2 separate regions of the Mus musculus genome follow, and region 2 is linked to region 1. Evidence: chromatin contacts called from public HiChIP or PLAC-seq data. All regions are on one chromosome and are shown on one strand. Each heading gives the region's core, a stretch centred on a gene start, on an enhancer-like site or on the middle of the called end of the contact. The rest is flanking DNA. Distances are from core to core; before and after follow the strand shown. Region 1 overlaps Fgr (FGR proto-oncogene, Src family tyrosine kinase). Region 2 overlaps Ahdc1 (AT hook, DNA binding motif, containing 1).

What was found. HiChIP or PLAC-seq counts read pairs in DNA pulled down with a chosen protein or histone mark.
Region 2: an H3K27ac HiChIP or PLAC-seq map of embryonic stem cells shows a contact between it and region 1, with 6 read pairs. The contact joins two enhancer-like sites. A contact is called at or near these places in 1 of 15 datasets of contacts at CTCF or cohesin (large pre-B cells), 17 of 484 Hi-C or Micro-C datasets (B cells, the HPC-5 cell line, LSK cells and 7 more), 3 of 115 datasets of contacts at active chromatin or transcription factors (embryonic stem cells and liver) and 1 of 9 other capture datasets (embryonic stem cells).

The regions. Positions count from the first base shown.
Region 1 is chr4:132,990,145-132,996,326 of GRCm38.p6, forward strand. Fgr (FGR proto-oncogene, Src family tyrosine kinase) reads left to right here. Exons shown (of 13, transcript NM_010208.4): 6 at 4,503-4,606; 7 at 4,774-4,923. Among named protein-coding and RNA genes, the nearest start is that of Gm36599, 15 kb to the right of the region's middle. Within about 2 kb of position 3,582, at least 18 of the 459 cell types and tissues checked have an H3K27ac peak or open chromatin away from gene starts, as enhancers often do. A contact at or near this core is called in embryonic stem cells, where this site is marked.
Region 2 is chr4:133,067,275-133,073,456 of GRCm38.p6, forward strand. The region is part of intron 6 of Ahdc1 (AT hook, DNA binding motif, containing 1); the gene reads left to right. Among named protein-coding and RNA genes, the nearest start is that of Gm26615, 13 kb to the right of the region's middle. Within about 2 kb of position 3,282, at least 54 of the 459 cell types and tissues checked have an H3K27ac peak or open chromatin away from gene starts, as enhancers often do. A contact at or near this core is called in embryonic stem cells, where this site is marked.

The sequences.
Region 1 (6,182 bases), core at 2,332-4,831:
ATAAATCTTAAAAAAAAAAAAAGAAAGAAAGAAGGAAAGAAGAAAAGAAAGAAAGAAAGCTCATCCTTTTAAAAAAAAAAAGGAGGCTGGAGAGATGGCTCAGGGGTTAAGAGGACTGACTGCTCTTCCAGAGGTCCTGAGTTCAATTCCCAGCAACCGCATGGTGCCTCACAACCATTTGTAATGGGATCCGATGCCCTCTTGTGGTGTGTCTGAAGACAGCTACAATGTACTCATAATAAATTAAAAGCTAGGCGTGGTGGTGGTGCACGCCTTTAATCCCAGCACTCAAGAGGCAGAGGCAGGTGGATTTCTGAGTTCGAGGCCAGCCTGGTGTACTGTACAAAGTGAGTTCCAGGACAGCCAGGGCTACACAGAGAAACCCTGTCTAGGAAAACCAAAAAAAAAAAAAAAAAAAAAAAAAAAGGCTTGTAAGGAACAGTCCTTAGAGTTCATTTTGTTGGACACAGAGAGGAGCTGAAGTGTAGTTTAACATGAGCCAGGTCCTAGATTCCATCTTCAGTCCTCTCCTCCCAACAAAACTCTCCCATACATTTGTGAGGGAAAAAAAAAATGATGGAAGAGACTTTGAAGAACTGGGCTGGACACGTGTCTCAGATAGGGATTCTATTGCTGCAGTGAAATACCATGGCCAAAAGCAAGTTGGGGAGGAAGGAGTTTCCTCAGCTTATTCTTCCATATTCCCCGTTCATCACCAAAAGGAAATCAGGACAGGAACTCAAATGGGGCTGGGGGTGGGGGGGGAACCTGGAGGCAGGAGCTTATGCAGAGGCCATAGAGGATGCTGGGCGGGAACCTGGAGGCTGGAGCTGATGCAGAGGCCATGGCGGATGCTGCTGACTGGCTTACTAGTCCTGCTTTCTTAGAGAACCCAGGACCACCAGCCCAGCAGTGGTTCTACCCACAATGAGCTGAGCCCTCCCTCATTGATTACTAATTGAGAAAATGCCATACAGCTGGATCTCATGGAGGCATTTCCTCAACTGAGCTGCCTTTCTCTCTGAAGACTCTGGCTTGTATGGAGTTGACACAAAGCTAGCCAGGACAGTGGCGTAGTAGCGTTGTGCCCACGATTCTGACATTTGTAGTGAATTTGAGGGTAGTCTTGGCTACCCCAAAACCAGAGTGAGAGTCCTCAGGACTTGGACTCTGGGAAGCGAGGGGAACTGGATGATCCAGTATCTTTGGAAGAAACAAGTTAGGTGTGGTGTCAGTTGATAAAATGGGGGACACGGGAACAAGTGGAGGTCCATGGATTCGGCGGGGGTGGGGGTGGGGCAGGATTGTTGTTTTGTGGTTTGTAGAGAGGAACACTACACGTGAAGGAAGTTACCAGAAGCTAGACCAGGCTGCCCTGTGTATGAGAAGTGCCGGGCCATGCCACTTCATGATCCCAGAGGAAGGGGCTCCTGTTCCTAATTGTCTCTGAGACTCTGTCATTTGTTATGGCACTCTGGTGCTGGTAGGAACTGGGCCTCATCTGAGTAGAGATGACACTTAGAGCTGCCTAGTAGGAAAAAGGAGGAAGAGAGAGCAAGCAAGACACAGGGTGGTCCTGGGGTTTGACTCTGGTGAAGAAAGAGCCACTGGAGAGCGGAGAAAAGCAGGCCCGGCCAAGTGCAGAACATCCAAGTCTGGAGGAGAAATTTCTGAAAACAGGAGAGAGGGGATTTGAGGCTGCCCTCATCCTTGGCAATGGGGTGACCCTCCTAAGTCACCTTTGTCACATGGGCTTGACAGCAGAGCCCAGGAAGGAGGGAGTTAGTGGAAGGGGAGGAAAGTATTGTCTCAAGAGGGGAAATATGGATCTAAGTGAAGGTGAGCTAAGAAGCCGGGACCAAACATGCAGAAGATGGCTCAGCAGGTAAAGGCACTTGCTGTCAAGCTTGACCCCCTAAGTTTGATCTCCAGAACCCACAGGGTGAAAGGAGAGACCCAGCATGCACGGATCTGACTTCTGACCCCCACTCCTTTGTTATAGCATGCATGCGCACATGCACACACAACATGAATACAGAACATGCAATAATTTTGTTGTTGAAAAAGAAAAAAGTAGGGGGCTGTAGAGATGGGTCAGTGGTTCAGTGCACAGGAAGCTCTTCCAGAGGACCAGGGTTCAATTCCTAGCACCCACGTGGGGACTTATAACCCTCATTAGCTACTGTTCCAGGGGCTCTGGTGCCCTCTTTCAGCCCCCATGGACACTTGCATGCACATGTGTGTGCAGTGATATCAAGAAATACATCTTTAAAACACAGCAACGTAGGACTCAGAACTTCTTCCCTCTAGGAAAGAGGAAGGTATGTGTTTAGGGATTGAAGGATGGGGCAGTTTCAGGGGGATGTTTATGGGGTAAGATGGGTTTTCTCTAGTAGAGGGACATGGGCAAGCCCAGAGCACAAGAGGAAAGAGGCTGGATTGTGGAGAGCGGCAGAAAGCATGGAGGATGATGGAGGGGCAGGGTGGCAGTGTTGTGTGTTGGGGGGGGAGTTGGATCAGCAGGGTAGCAATGGTGGGGGGGGTTGGATCAGCAGGGTGGCAATGGTGTGGGGGTGTGGGGTTTGGATCAGTGGGGTGGCAATGGTGTGGGTGTGAGGGTGGGGGTTGGATCAGAGGGGTGGCCATGGTGTGGGAGTGGGGGGGGTGTGGATCAGAGGGGTGGCAATGGTGTGTGTGTGTGTGTGTGTGTGTGTGTGTGTGTGTGTGGAGGGTTGGATCAGCTGCGCCCACAGCTTGGGTAGCAAGGTGCTGTCTAAAGTGCTCAGTGTGGGTTCCTGGTTAAGAGCCCAGGCCTGAGAGGAGACAGTTTGGGTTCCTGTTTTGGATCACAGTGTGGCCTCAGGCAAGCTGCTTAACCACTAGGTAGCTGGTTCAATTCCTCATCTGTCTAATGAGTTTAAACATGGCACTTTTCTCTGAATATTATAAGCAAGTCTATTTATGTTCAGAGTTGTCGTCTACCACAAAGGAAGTGCCCAGTCTGTTAAGGCTTGGTTTTTATTTTGAAGCAAGGTCCTGCGATGTAGCTCAGGCTATCTCACTCTTAGAAGCTCCTCCTCCCAGGGGCTAACTTACTCTGCTGATTCTTAAGGAAGTTTTTGGCTTTTTTAAGACAGGGCTTCTTTGTGTAGCTCTGGCTGTCCTAGAAAAAGTTCTGTAGACCAGGCTGGCCTTGAATTCACAGAGAGCCTCCTGACTCCAGAGTGCTGGGGTCAAAGGTGCACAACACTGTGCTGGGGTTGAAGGATGATCTTGAAAACCTTTGACAATGTGTATGGTATCCCTTCAACCCTTTCTCCTTGCTGCCTGCTTTCCCAGGCACACGGTTAGCAGACACCGCTTCTGTCTCCCAGATTTGCCTGGTGCTCAGGTATGGACTGAGCGTGCCAGCGTTCCCAGGTGTCCTCACCCGCCCTGATTTGAAAACTGTGTTCTTTTCTATCAATGCCCACAAGGCACAGTCAATTTAATGATCAGATAACAACAGAGTCTTCTACAGCGAGTGTGGTCACATCTGTTCCCCACCCCCCAGTCTGCCCTGTATGCACACAGCTCAGGACTACATTGTCTCAGACAGCCACAAGCAGGGAAAGAATTTGGGGCTAGGGTGGGGCAGGAGTCTGAAGGATTGCCTAGGGTGGTGGGAGAGAATCAGGGCACGTGAGGACACTAATTGTTCACACCAGCTCCCCTCTGAGACTTGAGTTCCTTGTCTGTAAAATGGGTTTTGGAGAGGTCTAGTGAGAAGGGTCAAGGGCCCTGTGATACCTGAAAAAGTCACTGATGCCTGGGCTCTACCAATTTTGGTTTGTTGGTGTGTTTGTTGGTTTGATATAACGTCTTACCATGTAACCTTGACTGATTTGGAACATCTGCCTGCCTGTGCCTCCCAAGTGCTGGGATTAAAGGCATACACTACACTACCAGGGACTTTTATGGCTTTTTTTTTTTTTTCCCAGAGACAGGGTTTCTCCGGCTGTCCTAGAACTCATTCTATAGACCAGGCTGGCCTCAAACTCAGAGAGATCCACCTGCCCCCGCCAACTCCTAAGTGCAGGGATTAAAGGCATGTACCACTATGCCCTGTTCCCTCATTATTTGTTTTTAAGGTAGGGTCTCACTATGTAGCCCTGGCTGACCTAGAACTTGCTATGTAGACCAGGGTACCCTCAAACTCAGAGCGGTACCTGCCTCTGCCTCCTGATTGCTGGGATCATACCACTGTACCAGGGAGAATCTAACAATTTTAATTCAAGAGACACCAGTGGGTAGGAATCCTGGTCTTTCTCAGCATCGACCATGTGTGCCCGACAGTTTCCCATTCCCCTTCTCTGGGATCCTTATACTCAAGTCATGAAGCAGATTATAACAACCCATTTGTCAGATGAGGAAACTGAGACTTGGCTGTTGCGGTGACTTCCGGGGAAGATGAACTGGCGTTTGGAATGAATGTGCCTGGTTCTGCCTGCTTTTCCTAACAGGTGGTACTTCGGAAAGATCAGTAGAAAGGATGCAGAGAGGCAGCTTCTGTCCTCTGGTAACCCCCAGGGGGCCTTTCTCATTCGGGAAAGCGAGACCACCAAAGGTGGGTTGGTACGGCAGACATGCCACCAGACAATAAGGACAGTGGGCTGGTCAGTGCTTGGGTCAGGGCCAAGTGGAGGGGCAGAGCTAAGCTGGGCTCTGGGAATTCCTTTGGGGGCCTCCTCCTGCTCTGAGGGAGACGAGAACTAAAGGACCCTTTCCACCCAGGGGCCTACTCCCTGTCCATCCGTGACTGGGACCAGAACAGAGGCGATCACATAAAGCATTATAAGATCCGAAAGCTGGACACGGGCGGCTACTACATCACCACACGGGCCCAGTTTGACTCCATACAGGACCTAGTGCGGCACTACATGGGTGAGCTGCTAAGTGTGACTGACCGTGTTGTCATGACGGGGAGACTGAGGCCTGGAGAACAAAAATCTCCTAAAGAAGTAGTGGCTGGGCCACGTACATGCGTCCTTAGGCCAGGATTCTGCTCTGTGTGGAGTCTGAGCAGACGGAGAGCAAGCAATGCCTCCTAATCTTGCTTCCAGGCCTAAGCCTGGGGAACTTTTGAAAATTTTACATTTTTTTTTGGGGGGGGGGCTCATGCGTGTCAGAGTACAACTCGTGGAAGTTGATTCTCTCCTTCAGCCAAGTGGGTCCTGGGGATGGAACTCGGGTCATTGGGGTTGCCAGCAGACACCGTCTTTACCTGCCGAGCAAAATCTTGCTGGCTTCGGTCTATTCAGTGTATGGAAACTTTGTGGGGCATTTGTTGTTCTCTCTCTCTATCTCTCTGTCTCACTGTCTCTCTGTCTCTTTCTGTCTCTCTCGTTGTGTGTGTCTAAATCAGAGGACAACTTGTGGAAGTAAGTCCTTTCCTTCTGCCATATAGGTCCCAGAGACTAAACCCGGGTGGCTAGGTTGGCTGCTGGCTCACACCTTACCTGCTGAGCCACCTTGCTGGCCCTGTTGTACTTCCTAGGCAGAGTCATTATCTATCATAGGCTCTAAGCCAGCAGTTCTTAACTTTCCTAATGCTGCCACCTTTTAATACAGTTCCTCATGGTGACCCTTCCAACGATAAAATTATTTCATTGCTACTTTATAACGGTAATCTTGCTACTGTTATGAATTGTAATGTAAATCTCTGATAGGCAGGATATCTGATATGCGACCCCAGAGGGGTCATGTCCCACAGATTGAGAACTGCTGCTCTAAGCAGTGGGTTGCAGAAGCTGATCAGAGCTTTGTGGAGACTCTCTGGCTGTTGTGTGCTACCTGGACGTCGGGGACAAGGCTGAAGGAGCGGTCCCTTGGACAGCTGCGGTCATTTTCCATGTGGTGACAGCAAACAAGCAGAAGCCAATGATTCTGAGCCTGAGCAGGAGGCAGCAAGGACCTGACCTGACCGAGGCCTCCTGTGGGGTTAAGCAGTTATGGTCCATCCAGGAGTAAAACCCAGCATGGAGACCAGGCACCTTCAGTGCCTCTCGTCCCCATCTTGACTGGTTAGGCCCAGGATGAGATCTGCGGCAGGAACGGACTCATGTCCACAGTTTCGCCTCAGAACCTTACCTCTGTTTTTACCTGTCAGAACTAGTCCTTGTCCTCAAAGACCTGGCTGGAGG
Region 2 (6,182 bases), core at 2,032-4,531, 77 kb after region 1:
GCTCTCAGGTACCGTGCCTTCCTGTTGGAAGTCTGTTTCAGTATTTTTCAGGAATATACGGGGCAGAAAATGAGCCCGGCTGTTGGTGGCTCACACCTTTAATCCCAACACTCAGGTGGTAGAGGCAGGGGAATCTCTGGAGTCCAGCCTAGTCTACAGAGTGAGTTCCAGGACAGCCAAAGCTACATAGAAACCCCTGTGTTGAAAAGTCAGAAAATGTTTCCAGACAACTGAAGAGAATAATTGGGTTGAAAGAAATATCTTAGCCGGGCAGTGGTGGCTCACGCCTTTAATCCCAGCACTTGGGAGGCAGAGGCAGGTGGATTTCTGAGTTTGAGGCCAGCCTGGTCTACAGAGTGAGTTCCAGGACAGCCAGGCTACAAAGAGAAACCCTGTCTCAAAAAAAACCAAAACCAAGCCAAAAAGAATACAAAAAGAAAACCCAAAAAACAAAAAGAACTGTCTTCTTGAAGAACAGTCTGTTTTTAATACAGCCACAGCTAGACCCATTTTGGGGCGAGAGACCTCTCTCAGAATGGGCCCCATGTGACCATTGGCAGTGAAGTCACTTAGAGCTTGACTAAAACCCTCACTCTTTACTCTTGCTGCCCCAAAGCCTCCTGGGTATTTTTGCCTCCTGATGGGCCAACTTGTCCTTCCTGCTCTGGAGAGGCCACTTGAGGTCGGGGTGATTCAGGGTCCTGAAGCAAAGTCAGTGGAAACTTACGACCCCCGCTTTGTCAGAGCCCAGATGCCCTGGTGCCTCAGGGTGGCAAGGAGCCATTCATGAGAGCCAAAAGGCTCTGGGGAATACCAGGTCCCTGTGTGGCTTCTAGCTTGCTACATGTCTTTAAGCTTTGTCCTTCCCTGGCCTCTGTTTCCCCATCTGTTTGAGAAAAATTGACTTTAATAATATCTGAGTCTCTCAAAGGTCTGCATGGCAGAAACAATGGCTCAAGCTTTTTTCTTTTTCTTTTTTTTTTTTTTTTTTTTTTTGGCAGTGTTTTTTCCTTCCTAATGAAGCCAAGCCAAGATTAAAATGGCCTTGCATTCCCCATGCATCTCCCTGCAAGCAGCAGGGCTGCAGATCTGAAGCAGGCAAAGGGAGAAGCTGCTTAGGGTTTAAAATGTCAAACCCTTGATCCTTCTCACCGGAGGGGAGATGTCTCATGGATAATCCAGAAATGAAATAATCCCAAAACCGTTCCTCCCAGACTCTGGGATGGAAAATGAATGGGCGTGGGGGCTGGGTGTTTGGGCAGGTCACAGCTCAGCGCAGTGCATAATGGAACCACCCAGCTAGGCCTGAATGCAGGAGGAGTTGGGATGCCATCCAGCCCCACATTCTAGCCTGTTCCCCACCCAGCAATGGGAGGTAGCAGCGCTGTCCTCACAGGAATGTCTATGCAGCCCTCCCTGTGCATGCATCAGGCATTGGAAGCACCAGAAAAGAGGCGCTTGATTCTCAGAGGACCTTGGGTTCAGAGAGAAAGACAGGAAACACAGAAGGGCGCAGAACACTTGTTGGGTAGAGGTGTGGAGAAGAATGGGGCAAGGCCAGCAAGGAGGTTGTGAGAGATTGCATCAGGGAACCCAGACCTTCCAGCTACCAATAGGACGCAGGAGCTACATGGTAGGCGGGGAGGACCTACTGGGCAGGGGGACCAGCAGGCGGTGTGTACGGTCTTGAGGCAGGGAGGGGTTGGGCTTTGAAGAGCTGAGGGATGAAGAGGCAGGAAAGCTAAGCAAGGGCCAGATTGGCAGAGGCAGGGCCTGTCAGACACTGCAAGGAATTTGAATCATTCCAAGATGTACAGGGAGCCATTGTAGAAAGGAGACCAGACAAGCCAGCCGTGATGGTGGCTTGGACTAAAGTGATCTGCGGTAATGCTTTAGTTAGGATAACAGACAAGTGCCTCATGTAGAGCAACCACCCTCTGGTGCCAAGGACTAGTTAAAATCCTGTGAGAGAGAAAGGTTGGAGGATGCAGAGAGTAGAGTGGCAGGGAGGGAGAATTGGTAGAGGGAGCCACGCTGTCAGCAGCAGGCTTAAGCAGAGAAGACAGTGACAACGCTCACTCACCGACAGGGCAGCGAGCAGCTTTAATAGGCACTGGGTAGCGGCGCTCCGGCTCATCTACTCATCCTCTGCTCCTTGGAGCCCATTCTGTGGCAGGATCTGGGGAGACAGAGTAGACAGGGCTCCTGTCAGCAGTTCAGCACCGGCCCAGGAAGTTAAAACAGGCACACGGGAACCTGGAGACACCTGGTAGGGGATGGCATGTCCCCAAAGGTGGGAAGGAGCAAGGATTGCACCCCAGGCACTAGGTGTTGGGCTGAGAAATCCTTCTGTACACATGTGTGTTGTCCTCGTATGTAACACTGCCCCAGGACTCCTCACACCATCCTGGGCAGAGAGGATGTTCTAGGCTTTCATTGGAGAGTTAAGGATACAGGGACACCTGAACTCTGCCCAGGGATCCATAGTTTGTAAAACATGGAGCCATCTCTGCCCTTCAGAGCTGCCACAGGCCTGTTCTTCACCCACATCCCCAGCTCCCTGTGTGCAAGCAAAATGGAGGCTCCCATAAGGCGAACCCCATGGTTCTTTGGGATCAGAAGTTGTTTTGTATCTTAGCCCTGGCTGACCTGGAACTTGCTTCCTCCTGCCTCAGCCTACTGAGCGCTGGTGTTCCAGGCACTGACCACTGGGTCCAGAAGGTCTAATGTTTTAAATGAATTTTGTGGGTTTGTGGTAAGAAGCTGAGCTTGAAGAAAAGGCGAGATTATGGAGCCAGGGGAGGGCACCGCAGGCAGTGGGAACTGAGGTCAAGAGCAAGCTCCGTCCCAGGGAGAGCTGGGAATGTGTGTCCTGCCTCTGCTGAGTACTGTAGCTGACAGGACAGTTGGAAATAGGTGAAAAGGGGTGAAAAGGAGTGGAGGGGACCTTCAGCTCATACAGGCATATTCTTAGGTCCCCTAAATGAAAAGCAGACCCAGACAGACTAGCTCCATACTGGGGCCCTTAAACCAAATACCAACTGCAGCAGACCCCAGGAGTAGAGATGAGATGGTGGAAAGGGACCAGATACATTCAGGAATCTCTAATCCTTCTCTCCTCCCTATTAGCTCTTGGCTGTAGAAGGGAGGCCAAGAGAAATGTCACAGGTCCTCCCAGGTTACACCAGCTGGGGCTGGACCGGAACAGGAGGCAGTTTCCAAGACCACCAGCCAGCCAGGGTCAGCAGGCATGCCCAGGCCTGGCTGTTCTGGGCTTTGTCTCTCTGAGTTTTGAATCCTTAAGAGGTCACTTGATCTTGCCTCTGGCTCTGAGCAAGAGGCCTCATGTCAGGCCTCAGCCGGTCTTGCCCTGCTTCCTCCAGGCACCAGGTTTTCTCCTCCTTCTGAGGTCACCCTCCAGTTCTACTGTCTGCTTTCCCTGGAGCCATATTTAGGCTAGGCCTTCTTGTTTCAGGCCCCCGCTTCTTGGAAATACCATCTCTCTATGAACATACCTTCTGCTGCTGCTCCTCTCTCTGCACCCCACATTCCTGGTAAAAGCAGACCTCTAAAACTGGCAGGCAGTGGCTAGGAGTACGTGTCTGTGGCTACACACAGGCCGCTCTGTGCACTTGGTTCCAGCCCTTAGCAACTAGGTGATCTGGTGACTCACATAACCTGGTGATTCACAGCATCTCTATCTCTTGTAAGAATGAAGGGGATTGACATGTAAAGCCCTTAGCCCTGGCCTGGCCCACAAGCAAGCACCTCGGCAGTGGCTGGTAGATGGGTGGATGAATACCTTCCCACGGTCTGGATTCTGGGTCCCTAATTCAAGCAGTGTGAGTCACACATCTCCAACCCTTGTCCCTGACCTTTGCTTGACCAAAGATAGCCCTCCTGCATCTGTTGCCTGCTGCCCTATGACAAGAGCCTTGTGTTCTGGTATGGGCCTCAAGCATTTGGAAACCTTGAAATTCTTCTTGGGCCTGGAGATATAGGTGATTGTTGGAGTGTTTGCCTATTGTGTACACACAAGGCCCTGGATTCCACCCCCAGACCTGGGGATATGGATGGTAGACAGGGTAATCGCAGTGCTTTTATGTTAGCCACTAGATCAAGTCCTCCTGGGAAGAGGTAGGGGTGTAGAGAGAAGGTCGGCCCCACTCCTAGGCACCTTCAGTAGTTACTGGGTCAGCTAGATCCCCGTCTATACAGTTTGCACAGTCTTCTCCCCAAAATCCAAGCCTCTGAGAACGTTCCTTATAACTTTATAGTATGTTATGGTTTTCCCTGGATAGCTCTGTCTGGTTCGTCACTGTCTGTCCATCTTTGGTTCCACGATGCCTGTGCTGGAGAAGTAGATGCAGTCTGTGTCCAGTCCACGTGAACTAGCAGCCCACTCTGCACTGGCCAGTAAACCATGCCCAAGACACCATGGACCACGAACCTAATGCGCTTGTTTCAACCCTACATGAGGACCCTGTCTAGGGGAGGCTGGGTTCTCCAGCAAGAAGGCGGATCCTCCACACCAGCCCTTGTGAGCTACATGAGGAGGGAGGGTAGACAGCAGGAACTTCCTTGAGGCTGGAAATGGAGCCTAACAAATGAGAGATTTCAGCAGTGAGAGCCCTACTCAGCCACCTGGGTCTCTGGCCCACCCCCACCCCAGTCCATTCTGCCCGTGGTGGCCGCCAAAGTGCTTGCTGTTCAGCATTTTTAGATGCACAGTGTCTGGAGCCCCTAAAATATTTATTGGATGAATTGATTAAAGCACATCTGTTCTTGCAGCTCCATGCTTCACACCTTTTGATTGCATCCTTCCTCTCCAGCCTTGTCTACAGAACCCCGGCTTGAATGCCTGCCATGGTACAGAGGGTATCTGGGCTTCTGTCCCAGCATCCACCTCTGCCTGAGCCCCATCTCTCTCTCTCTCTCTCTCTCTCTCTCTCTCTCTCTCTCTCTCTCACACACACACACACACACACACACACACACACACCCTTCCTGACCAGGCCGAGTCAGGAGGGAGCATGAGAGAAGTCTTTATAGGATATGCCCTCGTTTTCTTTGCCCTCACCTGGTTGCCCTCTCTTACCCGCTGTGGTCTCCTACCTGTCTGCCCTGTCCAGGAGTGTCCCCAGCATGCCATCAGTTCCTTTGGACTGTTCACTCATGTCTGATCATGTGAGGGATATGGCAGGTGTATGTGCACATGCATGCACACATGTATGCATGTGAAAGAAATAGACTGCAAGAAATAGCCTGGAAGAACCAAGAGAGGAAAGGGTGGTCCCCTGAACGTGGTGGTCGGTGCCTGCCTTTAATCCCAACACCCTGGAGGCAGAAACGTGCACTCTTGACTGCCAGACCAGCCAGGGCTACATAGAGAAAACCCTGTCTCCAAAAGAGAGAGGTGAAGGCTCAGTGCCTAAATCTTCAGGAAGTAATCCTAAAAGTGGCACACAGAAGGGTGTGTCAGGGAACCTGTCGACACTCTCGGGACCAGGTAGCTTTCAGAGGGGAGGCCTCCTCCCTGGAGACACATCTATATGTGTAATAGTGTACAAATGTGGAGATGAGGACTTGTTACCTCAGGACAAGATGAACTGGAAAGTGGGTGGTATGCTCACAGCAGATTGGGTGTCTGCAGATGAGAAGCCTGTCTAGTCCATCAGCAAGTTTTGTAGGTCTCTGTGTCCAGCAACAAAGGGGGGGGCTCTCAGAACCAAAGTTCAAGGCACCGATCCTGAAAAGTGGAGGAGCCCCCCAGACCCTGAGGTCTTTGGTCTCAGTTGGAAGCCTCCTGTGACCCTTCACTGAACCTCTCGTGGTATTTCTGCCTGTCAGGTGTAGTTTAAGCCCCACAGAAATATCTTACACATTGAGGTACCTCAAAGGCCTGCAGTAACATGAAATGCCAGAGAAGTAGCTTGGTCTTCAGGCGACTGATTTGCCCTTCGACCCTTGTGTCTGGAACACCTAAAAGTCTCATCACTTGTTCAAGCCCTTGCTTTTCAGTAAGAGAACTGAAGCTCAGAGAGGGAGGGGCCTCCCTCTCCATCTTCCGCACCTGACACTGAAATCCGTTTCTGGAGGCATAGACCAGGGAGCGGAGGTCGAGCCTTAGCGCATGCCCTAGCAGGAAGTGGGTGTGGTACACAGTTTCTTACCAGGAGTGT